Regions from separate parts of the Pan troglodytes genome. Here region 1 is linked to region 2. Evidence: chromatin contacts called from public HiChIP or PLAC-seq data. All regions are on one chromosome and are shown on one strand. Each heading gives the region's core, a stretch centred on a gene start, on an enhancer-like site or on the middle of the called end of the contact. The rest is flanking DNA. Distances are from core to core; before and after follow the strand shown. Region 1 holds the start of PRR3 (proline rich 3). Region 2 holds the start of RPP21 (ribonuclease P/MRP subunit p21).

Region 1 (6,929 bases), core at 3,123-5,622, 180 kb after region 2:
TGCACATATCCACCATAGAGGGGTTGGCTTCAGGAAAGGTGAGCAAAATGATTCTGCATCTTTGGTCTCCCCCATGTCCTCCTACAGCCCTCCTCTAAGGGCCACATACCTTTCCCCACAGTGATGGCTTCACAGGCTCTCAGCAACTGCTCTGGCCCCAGGGCCCGAGTCCATCCTCTCCCCCGCCTCCGACTCTTCTTCAAGACTGAGATCAGAGGGCACAAAAGGATTGGCACACGGGCTTAGGCCTCTCATCTCTCCCACCACCCTTAGGCCCAAGACCAGGTGCCCCCTTGTCAATAAGCCTCTCTGTTCTCCCCTTTGTCCCCTGCCAACTCACCTCTCCCAGGTTGCCCTCTCTCATTGCCCACTCACCACTACTAGGGTCCTGTGGGGTGCGGGGGTCCCGAGGAAAAGAGGTGAAAAGGACGACGTGGAGCTGGGGATAGTGTTGATGGAAATAATGCTTCCAGGCAACCACAAGAGCAGGCGGGGCCAGATCCACCTTGTTCAAAACCAGCACCAGGGCCAGCCCAAGTTCTCCAGTCACATACTCATAAAGTGCTGGCGGGAAATTCACAACCTAGGACAGAGTTGATAAGAAGATGGAGCAGTGAAAGTCAACCCAGAGTACTCTGCCTCCAGCTCCCCACTCAGCAGGTGTAGCTCAGAGACAAGGCCCTGGTGGTAGCAGACTCTGGGCTAAAAACTATAAACCAGACAAACTGAAAAACAAAGACAAAACAGGGGTTAGTAATACTTCTGAGTCTCAGAGGGCTTCCTATAGGTCACGATTAGAGATGGAAATGAACCCAAAACAAGACAAGGAAACAGCATCACTTAGCACACTGAGGTAAAGGCTGGGATCGGAAACAGGGATGGGGGTTAGGGTAGAAATTAGTGTGCTTTTTTGTGTGTGCACAACTATATAAGTGTGTACACGTGCATATATGCATGCATGCAAGTACGTGCACATGTGTGCATGTTTGTGTGTTAATGTGACTGTGAACATGTGTGCAAACATGCCTGTGTATATTGATGTGCACATGATGTACGTGTGAGTATGTGTGTGTACATATTATTAAGGACCTCCAACCTAAATGGTCCTCACAGACCTCCCTTTCTCCCACTGGAGGACAAGAGTGAAGTTGCAGAGCTAGGATTCACACAGGGCAGTCCAGCAGCAGTCTACAGCCTTAACTACTACTCTAGCATTCCAGGTGGGTTCTGTAGCAACTGATGTGGCAGTGCTAGAGAAATGAGATAAGGAAGAAAGGGCATCTTTGGGCTGGGCAGGAGGAAGTCCCCAGCTGCATTCATAGAATCCCTGGAGCTCCAACACTTGGATTTTCTATTGGTCTGTGATGAGCTAAAGGACAGGACATGGCTGTTTTGAAGAGAAGAGTGAGCTGGCCAAGGGAGGAATGACAGGCTATAAGAGAATAAAAAACTGAGTTCCTAACTGCGGACATCAGCACTAGGTAGAGATTAGAAAGACAGGAAGATAGATACCTCTCTGTCTCCCAACTCTTGCCTCTGACCTTTGCCCCTGAAAAACCTTTCTCCCTCCTCCTTGCCCACCCTTATCCCTAGTACTCACTGGATGTCGGATATCAGTGATAAGCAGGACGATGTCAGACATCTCTAACACCCGCCACAGCTGCCTCCATGTCTAAAAAGACAGGATCAGGAAGAGAAACTGAAAACAGAGTCCCTCTCCAGCCTGATCCCAAACCAATTTGACCATAGGTCACTATGCCCCACTCCTGTCCCTAGAGTACACTGTCACCTCCAGATTGTGCTCAAAGTAGCTGAGTTTCTCAGAGGAGTAAGCCCCATGAATCTTCCCAAGATAGTCTTGGAAGCTCCGTTCCTCTTGGCTCATTAGTTGCTCCTTGGACATCTCATAGCTCCAAGGAGGACGTCGAGGAAAGTCCAGAACTGGGAATTCAGGAAAAAGTCCAAGTGTGAGGAAATCTTCAGGATTCAAGAGTACATCCCAGACCCCTCCTTCCTCACAGTCGACTCTTACCTTTCCAAACTCCTTCCCCAGCCCAATGCCTGTCTTGCTCTCACTCACCTGAGCCAGGTTGATACACCTCCCGGATGTCCAGCTCCAACACCTCAGCACTGACCGGCTGTAGAACTTGCTCCCGGGCTGCTCTCTTTCTCCTCTCTACCTCCTCCCTGCTGTCTCTCTCAAAATGCAGTCGGTATCTAAGGGAAGAGGGACCGAGACATCCAGAGCAATCCTGTGGCCACAAACTCCTATTTTCTCCCCTCTTGTACAATCAACTTCGCAAACCATTCTCTCCAGAGTCGTTCAAGTCTCCTCTCTCAAGTCAGACTTCCCCCAAGTCCTTCTTTCAGGCAATATTCAGCCTTCTCCTTCTAAAAGCCCAACTCTCTCCAGCCCCTCTGGAAAGGAAGACTGTGGCCCGCTGTGGGGAGCCGAGTGGCTAGCGGAGAACTGTGGCATCCCAGGCCCACCCTCTTCACCAGTAGCAGCCCGCTTTCCCCCAAAGCTCTGACTTCCGGGTAGGCGGGAAAGCCGGGACCAGCGCCCCCTCTCACCCTCACCGATTTGGGTCGTAGCCTCGTGGACCCAGCCCCTGAGAAGGCTGCTGGTTAAGCCTGCGGATATGATGGGTCACAGACTCCCCGTCCGAGGTGTCGGTCTGTTCCTCTCGCCGCTCCCGGCTCCCGCTGCGGCTGTTGGAACTGGAGCGCAGCCCATCTTGAAGCCCTGCGGGGAGGGGCCGGTGACGCCAGTGCTGGCCAGCTCTCAGGGGCCATAAGACCCTCTCCCCCATCGGCCTGACTCCCTTTCATCCCACTCAACTTCCGATGTTCAGTCCTCCCAGACACCCTATTCGGGACCCTCCCGGATGTGCGTGGGGGGAGTCACTCCTCCAGGGAGCAGTGGGGACGGCGCCCCGTGCTAGCTGGAGAGATTCCCCTCCCCCAACTCTCCATCCTTCCCCACCCCTTCCAGATGTAGGGGGGGTGGGGTGGGGGATCCCCTCCGCGATAGGCCGCGAGGGTTGACGCGGTCCCACGACCCCCTCCCACGATCCCCAGAGGTGCAGCGGGCACACCCCTCCTTCCAGATGTGCGGAAGCCCGAGCCCCGCCCCCTCCTCCCGCTCCCGCACTGACCTCTCTTCCGCTCCCGTTTGTCCTGCAACTGCTTCTTCTTCTGCTTCACGCTGAATGGCTTCTTCCTCGGCATGGCCCGGACCAGTCACCTGGCCCGCCCTCCGCCGAGCTCCCGCCGCCTCAACTGACTGCCCCCCGGGGCAGCCCCCGCCGCAGGGGCCCGGGACCCTAGAGGAGGCGGGGCTAGCAGGTGACGTCAGCGGGCGGGCCCGACAGAATTACCGCCGCGGCGGCGATGGAAGGCGGACGGGGGAGATATAGTCACTTCCCTCCAGGAGCGAGGCGAGAGGATGATGCGGGGTGGGCTACTGGCACGTGAGAGCCAGTGGCACCGAGAGGGCGCCCCGGCGGCGAAGAAGGAGGCGCGCGTGGGAGGACCAGGCTAACTCCGTCACGGACGCTACCAACTCGCGTTCGGAGGAGGGGGGGCGCGTGTCATCACTACCTTGCGCTCCCGGGAGAAGCTACCACTCACCTGGAGGGGGCGGCGGAGCGGAGGGCGGGGCCTACTACCTAGTGGAGAGGGGGCGTGGACACGCTGAGGCTATACTACCAAGCCCCGGGCTTGACCTTAGTGGAAAGCCGAGACTGCGTCCAGGTTGCTGGACTACACCGGGGGCACGGTCAGAGGTCTTTAGGGGAGGGCGGCGGTCTGAGAGTCCTGGGTGCCGACCTGTTGGGACCGAAATTCTTTGTGGGAACGATGATAAGGAGCAGGTTTACAGATCGTAAGTGCAAAAGCGGGCGAGAAGGGAAACCCAAGCGGGACAAGGACTTTTGGGGGGAGGTCAAAGGGCACGAAGTTGTGCCTGCAGCTGTTACCATAGTAACCGAGGACCGGATGTGGCGATCTTACGGTGCGACAGTCCTCTTCTCAGGCCCTCTGGCCCGAGGGCCTGTTGACTCTGTGACACACTCTGAGGAGCTGGTTGTGGTGTTTTCCAGCGAGGGAAGAAGAGAGTAATTTTTTCAAAGCATTTATAGAAACGCAGCAAAGGGAAGGTGTGAGGTTGCCGCCATGCCTGGCAGAGACGGAGGGAGGCAGTTTGCTCCGGAATGCGGCCGCCGCAGATGTTCTCCGCAACCTTCCGGAAGTGGAATGGCGGGAGCCTCAGCATTGCTGCCCACCGACCCCCCGGAAGCGGAAACAGAATCCCCGCGTGCCCCTTCCTCACTACCCTCCAAATCCCGCTGCAGCCATTGCCGCAGACACGATGCCGAAACGAAAGAAGCAGAATCAGCACCAGCCACCGACACAGCAGCAGCCCCCACTGCCCGAGCGGGAAGAGACTGGAGATGAGGAGGATGGGAGTCCCATCGGTGAGGGGTCTGGGAGGGATGTGCACATGCCTGTCAAGCCCGTCCGGGCAAGGGGCTAGGGGCTAATAAGGTGCGAAGGAGGGGGCTGTAACGGAAGGAGGAAGGGCGCACGCGCTGGGGAGGGATGGAAGTGGGGCTGTCCCAAATGGAGCCTTGAACCAGGAGTTCTCTTACTGGAACCATCAACCTCAATACGGCCCCAGACCTTTCTGGAGAAGGCGGGGGTGGAGAGAATAAAGAGCTCTTTGCGCAGCCGCAGAACAGTAGGGGAAAGGGGTAGTAGAGATGTTGCAGATTGCGATGACTGGGATGACAGTTTGTATCCAGACTTTGACTGAAAAGGTACAGGTGCAGCTTTCTCTGAACTAGTCCTCTGGCCAGCAGTTAAGGTGAGGGATTGGTTCATGTCTGGAGACACTTAGGTTGTTTTGGATAGCGACGGTACGGTGAAGAAAAAAAGTTGTCAGTATCTTTTCCTGCATTATCCCCTTTGATTGAATATCTACTTTTTGCAAACCCTGAAACAGCTTTGCAGAAAAAAGGGCAGATAGATGGGGTGAGAACTCCTAAGACTGCTGAAAATATACCTGACTTTACTGGTTGATTAAGAAGTAATACAAGAAAAACACCTAAGAACAGAATCATCAGTCCTTTAATCCATTCTGATGACCATATTTTCATGTCTGCTCTTAGGACCACCCAGCCTTCTGGGCCCTCCCCCCATGGCCAATGGAAAACCTGGCGACCCTAAGTCAGGTGAGGAGGAAGGGGCCCTGATCCTTGTATTAGGTCGTAGAGAAGACAGCAAGGGAGGGGATAAAACCCAGGAAGGACTTAAAAATAAAAGATCAGGGATTCCATCCCTAAATGAATGGAGAGAAGTTGTATATTTGCTGATTTAAAAACTCAATGTTGTAAAAATGTCACTTCTTCCCAAATTGATAAATAGATTTCATGCATTCCAAGTCAGAACACCCATAATGTTTTTGTGGAAATACACATTATTATAGGGAAATGCAAAATATCAAGGTGACTGTCAAGACAATCTTGAAGTGGGAGGGCTTACTATGAATATCAAGATTTGTAAGCTGGGCATGGTGGCACACGCCTGTAGTCCCAGTTACTCAGGAGGCTGAGGTGCGAGGATCCTTTGAGCCCAGGAGTTTTTGAGGCCACCCTGGGCAACATAGTGAGATCCTGTCTCTAAATACAAGAAGAAAAAAAGACTTACTATAAAGCTACAATAGTTACAACGATGCAGTTTGGAAACAATGATAGACATAAGTCAACAGGACTTATGTCCCGAAGAGTCCAATAACAGGCCCATACATGTGTGGACACTTCATTTATGATGAAGATGGAACTGAAAAGTTGGTCTTTTCAATAAATGATATTGGATCAATTGGATATTCATGTGAAAAAAATGGAATTTCACCTTGCACTCATAATCATATACAATGATCTATTTCAAATGGACTGTAGATCTAAGTATAAAAGGTAAGAGAATAATTATTCTAGAAAGTAAATGTATTTTCTAAGAGTAGCTAAGAGTTCTTAAACAGACAAGAAATGCACGTATACACACTAACCATAAAGGAAAGATTGATAAATTGAACTCCGTTAGAAAATATAAATTTGTGGCTGGGTACAGTGGCTCACGCCTGTAATCCCAGCACTTTGGGAGGCCGAGGCGGGTGAATCACGAGGTCAGCAGTTCAAGAACAGCCTGACCAACATGGTGAAACCCCTGTGTCTACTAAAAATACAAAAATTAGCCGGGCATGGTGGTGTGTGCCTGTAATCCCAGCTACTCAGGAGGCTGAGACAGGAGAATCGCTTGAACCTGGAAGGCGGAGGTTGCAGTGAGCTGAGATTGCACCACTGCACTCCAGCCTGGGCGACAGAGTGAAACTGTCTCAAAAAAAAGAAAAAACAAAATACAAACTTGCCAAATAATACCATTAAGAAATTAACAGGAAGCCATACAATAGAAGATATTTGCAATAAATATAACAAATAAAGATCCTGTATCTATAATATATAAAGAACTCTTCCAGACAAGCCATTTGAAAAATTGACAAAAACACAGGACACCTTATTAAAATGGAGATCTAAATGAACTAAAGGTCTAAATGAACAAGTACTCAATATCATTAATTGTCAAGTAAATGCAAGATAAAAATATACCACTTTGAAATTAGAACTCTTGTGTACTGCTGCTGGGATTATAAAATGGTGAAACTACTATAGAAAACAATATGAAGAGGTTCCTCTTAATTAAAAATAGAACTACCAGATGACAAAAAAATTAAAAATAGAATTACCCCAGAACTCCTGCTTCCAGGTATATATCAAAAAAAAAAAAAAAATGGAAAGCAGGGTCTTGAGATATTTGCAGACTCATGTTCATAGCAGCAGTATTCACAATAACAAAGAGGTGGAAGCAACCCA
Region 2 (6,150 bases), core at 2,785-5,284:
AATCCCAGCTCCTCTGGAGGCTGAGGCAGGAGAACTGCTTGAACCCGGGAAGCGGAGGTTGCAGTGAGCTGAGATCACACCACTGCACTCCAGCCTGAGGGACAGAGTGAGATTCCATCTCAAAAAAAAAAAAAAAGAAAGAAACTGAAAGGGAGTGTCATTATATTAATGTGAATATGCAGGGAAAATAGTCATAAACCAGGCCAGTTCCTGGAAAACACACATGGTCACCCTATCCCTAGACCATATGCTGTCTTGCTCGGCATCCTTCTTAACACTTTCCGTTTTTTTCTGCCCCTCAGACTACACCTTGTACTTCTCTACAAGTGAGATAAATGATAATGTCAGAGGGAGATGAAGACAGGACCAGGCGGGAACCTAGATTACCAGCCACTGCAGACTCAAGAGATTATTATCTGTTTACTTTAGGGTCAGGGTGAGAAGTGAGCCATTGCTTTCTCCCCTTCCTTAGGTGACACCATGGATTGAGAAAGTTAACCAAACCAGGTTGTTCTGGGGACCTTTAAGGGACCAGGCTCTGTAAAGGCAGGCTGGAAGAGTGAGGCAGGGGCATTTAGCTATTCCCATCCTCATCTAGCTCCCCACTCTGGCTTCTCCCGCCAGCGGATGTGACCCTGGACCCTGAGACAGCTCATCCTAACCTAGTCCTGTCAGAGGATCGTAAGAGCGTCAAGTTCGTGGAGACAAGACTCCGGGATCTCCCTGACACACCAAGGCGTTTCACCTTCTACCCTTGCGTCCTGGCTACTGAGGGTTTCACCTCAGGTCGACACTACTGGGAGGTGGAGGTGGGCGACAAGACCCACTGGGCAGTGGGTGTATGCCGGGACTCCGTGAGCCGAAAGGGCGAGTTGACTCCACTCCCTGAGACTGGCTACTGGCGGGTGCGGCTATGGAATGGGGACAAATATGCAGCCACCACCACACCTTTTACCCCTTTGCACATCAAGGTGAAACCCAAGCGGGTAGGCATATTCCTAGACTATGAGGCCGGCACACTGTCTTTCTACAATGTCACAGACCGCTCTCATATCTACACCTTCACTGATACTTTTACTGAGAAACTTTGGCCCCTCTTCTACCCAGGCATCCGGGCTGGACGGAAGAATGCTGCACCACTTACCATCAGGCCCCCAACAGATTGGGAGTGACAGGTTGGGATGTGGGAATGACTGGGGTGAGGCAGGGTCAAGTGCTACGGGCCTCCTTCCTGTGTCCTGCTGGAACGTCTTCGTGTCCACCTGGGTCCAGTCCTGAATCATCTTGGAGAAACACCTTGGTTTCTAGGATGGTTTTGTGTGGAGGGGGAGGTAGGACTGGGCTGGATGAGACAGCACAGCTGTGACTTCCTCATAACTGTCAGGGTGGGGAGCTGGTTCCCAGAGGATTGTCTACCCTGAAGTCCATCAGGTTTTCTGTTGCACAAGGACGGGTCAGGAAGGAAGGAGAGGCTTTTCCAGAAACAAAAAATCTGTGAGGGTCTGACTTGCTCAAACCAGAGGAGGAAACAGAAACCCCTGCACATCTTTTTAGGGGGTTCTTTGACCCAGGATAGTCTTGCTTCTTGAGGTAGATCACAGGGGTCTGTGTACCTCTGAATTCATGAGAGATGAATGACAGATGCTCTCATGGGTCTAGATATTGAGGAGTTTTTCTGAGGGCAGAGATTGGACATCAACAAGGCTAGAAGGGTCAGGGAAGTGGGCTAAAGGAACAGATTCCTGGAGATTAATGAAGAGGAGGGAGGTTTCTTTGGTCTTCTATTCCAAGGGTAAGGTTGCGATTATGGGTAGGATTGGCCAGAGGTAGGAATGTGGGGAGAAGGAGAGGCTGAAAAGAAAGCAGAGGAGAACCCAGGTCCCTGCCTCAGCCTTCAGCAGAGTTGGCTTGTTGCCTGCCTCTATACCAATAAGTCAGTCACCTTGCTCCTCTCCAGAGGCAAAGTGGAAGAGATCCTGCAAGACACATCTATCCTTTCACAGTGTTCCCAAGGGAACTTGGAAAGGAGAGTCAGGTATTAGAGGAAAGAGAAGGGTATTTGTATCCAAAGCCCTGGCCTTAAAGAATGTTACTAAGTAGCTACTCCCAAATTGTCAGCCTTCTTACCTAGCCAAGGTGTCCAAGCCAGAAAGGAAAAAAGGTTATGGAGTCTTTCTCACCCTAAGGACAGGGTGGAAGAGGGTGGTATATAGGGAAGGGCCAGATAGGCAACTTCATTTGGCTTGTGTGCATCTGGCCTGGAACTGGTGTTAAGCCAGGCTTTTGCTTGCTTGTTGCCATCCCTCACCCTTTGCCATTTCCCTTTTCAGAGAATGTAAATGATTTTCATGTTAGGCCAAAATAAACAACTTATAGGGTACATATGTTGTCATAAAAGGTAAAAGTGATGCATGCCAAACCAAACTAAACCAATTTGGATTATCTGCTATTCGGGTAATCTTCACAGAAATGACTGAGAGAAGAATCTGCAGTTTACTGAGGGTGTTTCAGTTCCTCCTACCACCTCAACAGGACTTTGTCCAGACTCTCCTCCTCTTACCTTTGTGCCTTGACTGTGGTTCTTTGTGGCAAGATACTTTGGTTGGTTAAAATAATATGGAACAAAGGATCCACTGAAGTGATCTCTGTGTTGTGTGGTAATTTGGTGACAGCCTTGTACTGATGTGTAAGAATCACTGGGTGTTAGACATGCATGTTCCTGGGTCTCACCCTTAGTGGTTAGTCGAGGTCTGGGGTGGGCCGGACATCTACATTTTATTTATTTATTTATGAACAGAGTCTCGTTCTGTCGCCCAGGCTGGAGTGCAGTGGTGATCTCAGCTCACTGCACCCTCCGCCTCCCAGGTTCAAGCAATTCTCCTGCCTCAGCCTCCAGAGTAGCTGGGACTACTATGGACTATAGCCATGCACCACCACACCCGGCTAATTTTAGTGGAGACAGGGTTTTGCCATGTTGGACAGGCTGGTTTCGAACTCCTGAACTCAAGTAATCTACCTGCCTCAGCCACTCAAAGTGCTAGGATTACAGGTGTGAGCCCCCGTGCCCAGCCTACATCTACATTTTAAACACACCACTCTTATTTGAGTCCGAGAACCCTTGTGAAACTAGTTCCAGAGGAGGTTTCAGCCATGTCCTTCCTCCCAGCTGGAGCCCTGCTTGTCTGTCCCCGCCTGGCACTGGGTCTGAAATTGGGGAGAAGTCATCCTCTCCTGACTTATGCTGCCCTCCCCATCTCAGGGTTCATTGATCTTCTACCCCTCCAATTCATGTCCCTCTGCTTCTGACTTCAGTAACTGATAGTCACTATGAGTCACAGGACACCAGACAGAAGAACTGGAAGATAGAAGAGGTCAGAGGGAGGGGTGTGAGGTGAATGTCAGTGTGGGGAGTGGGGTGAAGTTTCAGGGGCAGGGGATGCTGTTGACAGATTTCTGTGCTGTACCTAAGCCTAGGAGTTAGAAACCATTCACTCAGAAAGTGAGGATCACCTATTGTGTGTCCAGCACTGCATAACAGGAAGTGTGTTTCTTTGGAAGGTGGAATAGTAGGAGTAAACTGTGCTTTCTGAGGACCGGGAGTCCTTTTCCCTCCCTCCAGCATCCTCATGATCCTTCCCACTTTCACCCCCACTGGCACCAGTGCTTTTTTTTAATGTATTACCTCTGTGCCTTCCGTCTGTAGATCTTACAGGCATCTGCCTCGGACCTCAGGAGAGTAGGGCAGAAGCTCTAGCTGGGTATAAATTGCACATAACCATCTCCCCAACCTAGCTACATAAAGAGACCAGCCTTCTGTCCCGAAAATGGCCGATTTAAGATCCTCACCTCCGCTAGGTCTCTAGGTGATATAATTGGTCATGAGCTTGAGGAAGACAAAAGCACTGAAAATTCATAAAGGGACCCTGGGCATGGATTGCTGGGGTTGTGTTTAGAAACCGATGAGTTTGTGAGGCCTCCGGGAGGCTCCCGAGGGCGCGGGGACTACGTTTCCCAGGAGGCCTCGCGCGGACGCCCGGGCGGGGCTGTGCGAGGGGTGGGGCTGCGGGAGGCCCTGGAGCGCGGCAGTGATGGCGGGGCCGGTGAAGGACCGCGAGGCCTTCCAGAGGCTCAACTTCCTGTACCAGGTGAGTCTGCGACAAGGGCCCCACGGGGACGGTGCTCGGCGTCCCAGAGTGACTGCTCCCTTCCCGCAGGCCGCCCATTGTGTCCTTGCCCAGGACCCCGAGAACCAGGCGCTGGCGAGGTTTTACTGCTACACTGAGAGGACCATTGCGAAGCGGCTCGTCTTGCGGCGGTGAGACAGCCACGGGGCGGGCGGCGGGCGGGACGCGGGAGGAACGCGAGAGGGAGCGCGGGCGCCAGACCACTATCCTCCTCCGCCCCCAGGGATCCCTCGGTGAAGAGGACTCTTTGTCGAGGCTGCTCTTCCCTCCTCGTCCCAGGCCTCACCTGCACCCAGCGCCAGAGACGTGAGTGCTCCAACGGAGGTGGAAGACTGTGGAGCGTTGGGGGCGCGGAGGGGGGCGGGGTGGGGGGCGGGCACTGGAGGCCAACAGCGCCTTTCTCACTGTAGATGGATGTTGGGTGTGGGATTCGCAGGAGTCTTCCTTCTTCGGGTTTGGATTAAGTTCCTAACGCCACTTGCACAAACTAGGGTTTGGGCTCGGCTTTTTTTTTTTTTTTCTTCCAGTGTGGGCAATAAATAATAACTTTTAAGAGGCAACCCCACCCATGCACAATAATAGATGTTATTCGGCTTTGTGGAGGACGATTCCCATCACCATTCATTTATTAAGCAAATACTTATTTTCTAAAATGTGTCAGGTACTGTGCTAGATTCATTATTCTCATTGAAATTACGGTCTGATGGGACAGACTAAGAAACAAAATGGTGTAGAAAAAGATTAACTGGGGGAGTAGAATGCTCACTTACTCATGCCAGTGGTGGCGAAGTTTATGATAAGCAAAGGGAGTGAGAGATGGAAATTCTAGGCATGTGTGCAGACTCTGAGACAAGAGAGCTTGTGGTGCTGTCAAAGAAATGAGAGTGCAGGAGGCTGGAGTTTGAGGTAGGAGGGCAAGACATGAGACTGGAGAGGGAAACAGGCCAGTTCTTGAAGTCTTGTTAGGGAGTTTGAACTTTATCTTAAAGAGTTCCAGGAAATCGATGGAGCTTATGCCGAGGCGTGACACCATCAAATGTACATTCAAATTGGGGGTGTGGTGGGGGAGCGGGGATACCTACTGAAAAACACTGGAGGCAAAACTGGCAGCAAGAGACCGTTACTTCTAAACGTGGACAGTCTTTTTCCCATGTTCACCCTAGGCTGCAGGGGACAGCGCTGGACCGTACAGACCTGCCTAACATGCCAGCGCAGCCAACGCTTCCTCAATGATCCCGGGCATTTACTCTGGGGAGACAGGCCTGAGGCCCAGCTCGGGAGCCAAGCAGGTGAGAGGTGAGGGAGAAAATGGAGGACACCCCAGAGGATAGGGACAATGGAGAACGTAGAGTGAAGAGGACACATGGACAGGTTCTGGGTTGGTGTGAGAAGTACCACAGTCAGAAAACTAATTCTGTTTCTCTGATTCTGCTCATTTACTCAGATTCCAAACCACTACAACCCTTGCCAAACACAGCCCACTCCATTTCAGACCGCCTCCCTGAGGAGAAAATGCAGACTCAGGGTTCCAGTAACCAGTGATGGATTCACCCCATCTCCCAAATAAAGTTTACTTGTTTTACATTCCATGATTCTGTTCTGTGGGTATTTCAACTCTTAATTCCATTTTCTTCTGTTTCTGTCTGTGTTTCTTGGTCACCTTTGTAATCCCACCATGCAGGGAGATCGTGATTTCCATAGACCACTTGGCCTCACTCAGCAGCTTGCATTTCCAAGGCCGTGGCCCCAGTTCCCTATCAATGTCCTGAGCCACCTTAGGGCATTCCGTGTTTGGGCAGCCATAATTGCTGACTGAAGAGCTAGAGAGAATGATGCCACTGCTGCTGTTTTTAAACAAGGGGAGAAATATGGGGCAGCGGAGAGTGTTTGTATCCTCTAGGCCCACTCATAGTCAGAAAAGACTCAGGTCTTTTCCCATTCTCAAAGTTGTCTTTAATAAAATTCT

What was found. HiChIP or PLAC-seq counts read pairs in DNA pulled down with a chosen protein or histone mark.
Region 1: a contact with region 2 is called in an H3K4me3 HiChIP or PLAC-seq map of stem cell-derived excitatory neurons, with 2.9 times the contacts expected there. The contact joins the promoter of PRR3 here to the promoter of RPP21 in region 2. A contact is called at or near these places in 3 of 7 Hi-C or Micro-C datasets (blood, induced pluripotent stem cells and stem cell-derived neural progenitor cells) and 1 of 1 datasets of contacts at active chromatin or transcription factors (stem cell-derived excitatory neurons).

Annotation. Positions count from the first base shown.
Region 1 is chr5:36,430,984-36,437,912 of NHGRI_mPanTro3-v2.0_pri, forward strand. PRR3 (proline rich 3) reads left to right here and starts at 4,373. Exons shown (of 4, transcript NM_001045499.1): 1 at 4,373-4,478; 2 at 5,172-5,234. The coding sequence starts at 4,373. GNL1 (G protein nucleolar 1 (putative)) reads right to left here and starts at 3,231. Exons shown (of 12, transcript NM_001071796.1): 1 at 3,159-3,231; 2 at 2,581-2,746; 3 at 2,081-2,217; 4 at 1,790-1,941; 5 at 1,601-1,672; 6 at 376-583; 7 at 110-205. The coding sequence starts at 3,231.
Region 2 is chr5:36,254,273-36,260,422 of NHGRI_mPanTro3-v2.0_pri, forward strand. It overlaps RPP21 (ribonuclease P/MRP subunit p21), which reads left to right and starts at 4,035. Exons shown (of 5, transcript XM_054686673.2): 1 at 4,035-4,145; 2 at 4,215-4,315; 3 at 4,408-4,490; 4 at 5,348-5,480; 5 at 5,629-5,771. The coding sequence starts at 4,089. The coding sequence ends at 5,689. It overlaps TRIM39 (tripartite motif containing 39), which reads left to right. Exons shown (of 7, transcript NM_001071795.1): 7 at 625-1,172. The coding sequence ends at 1,172.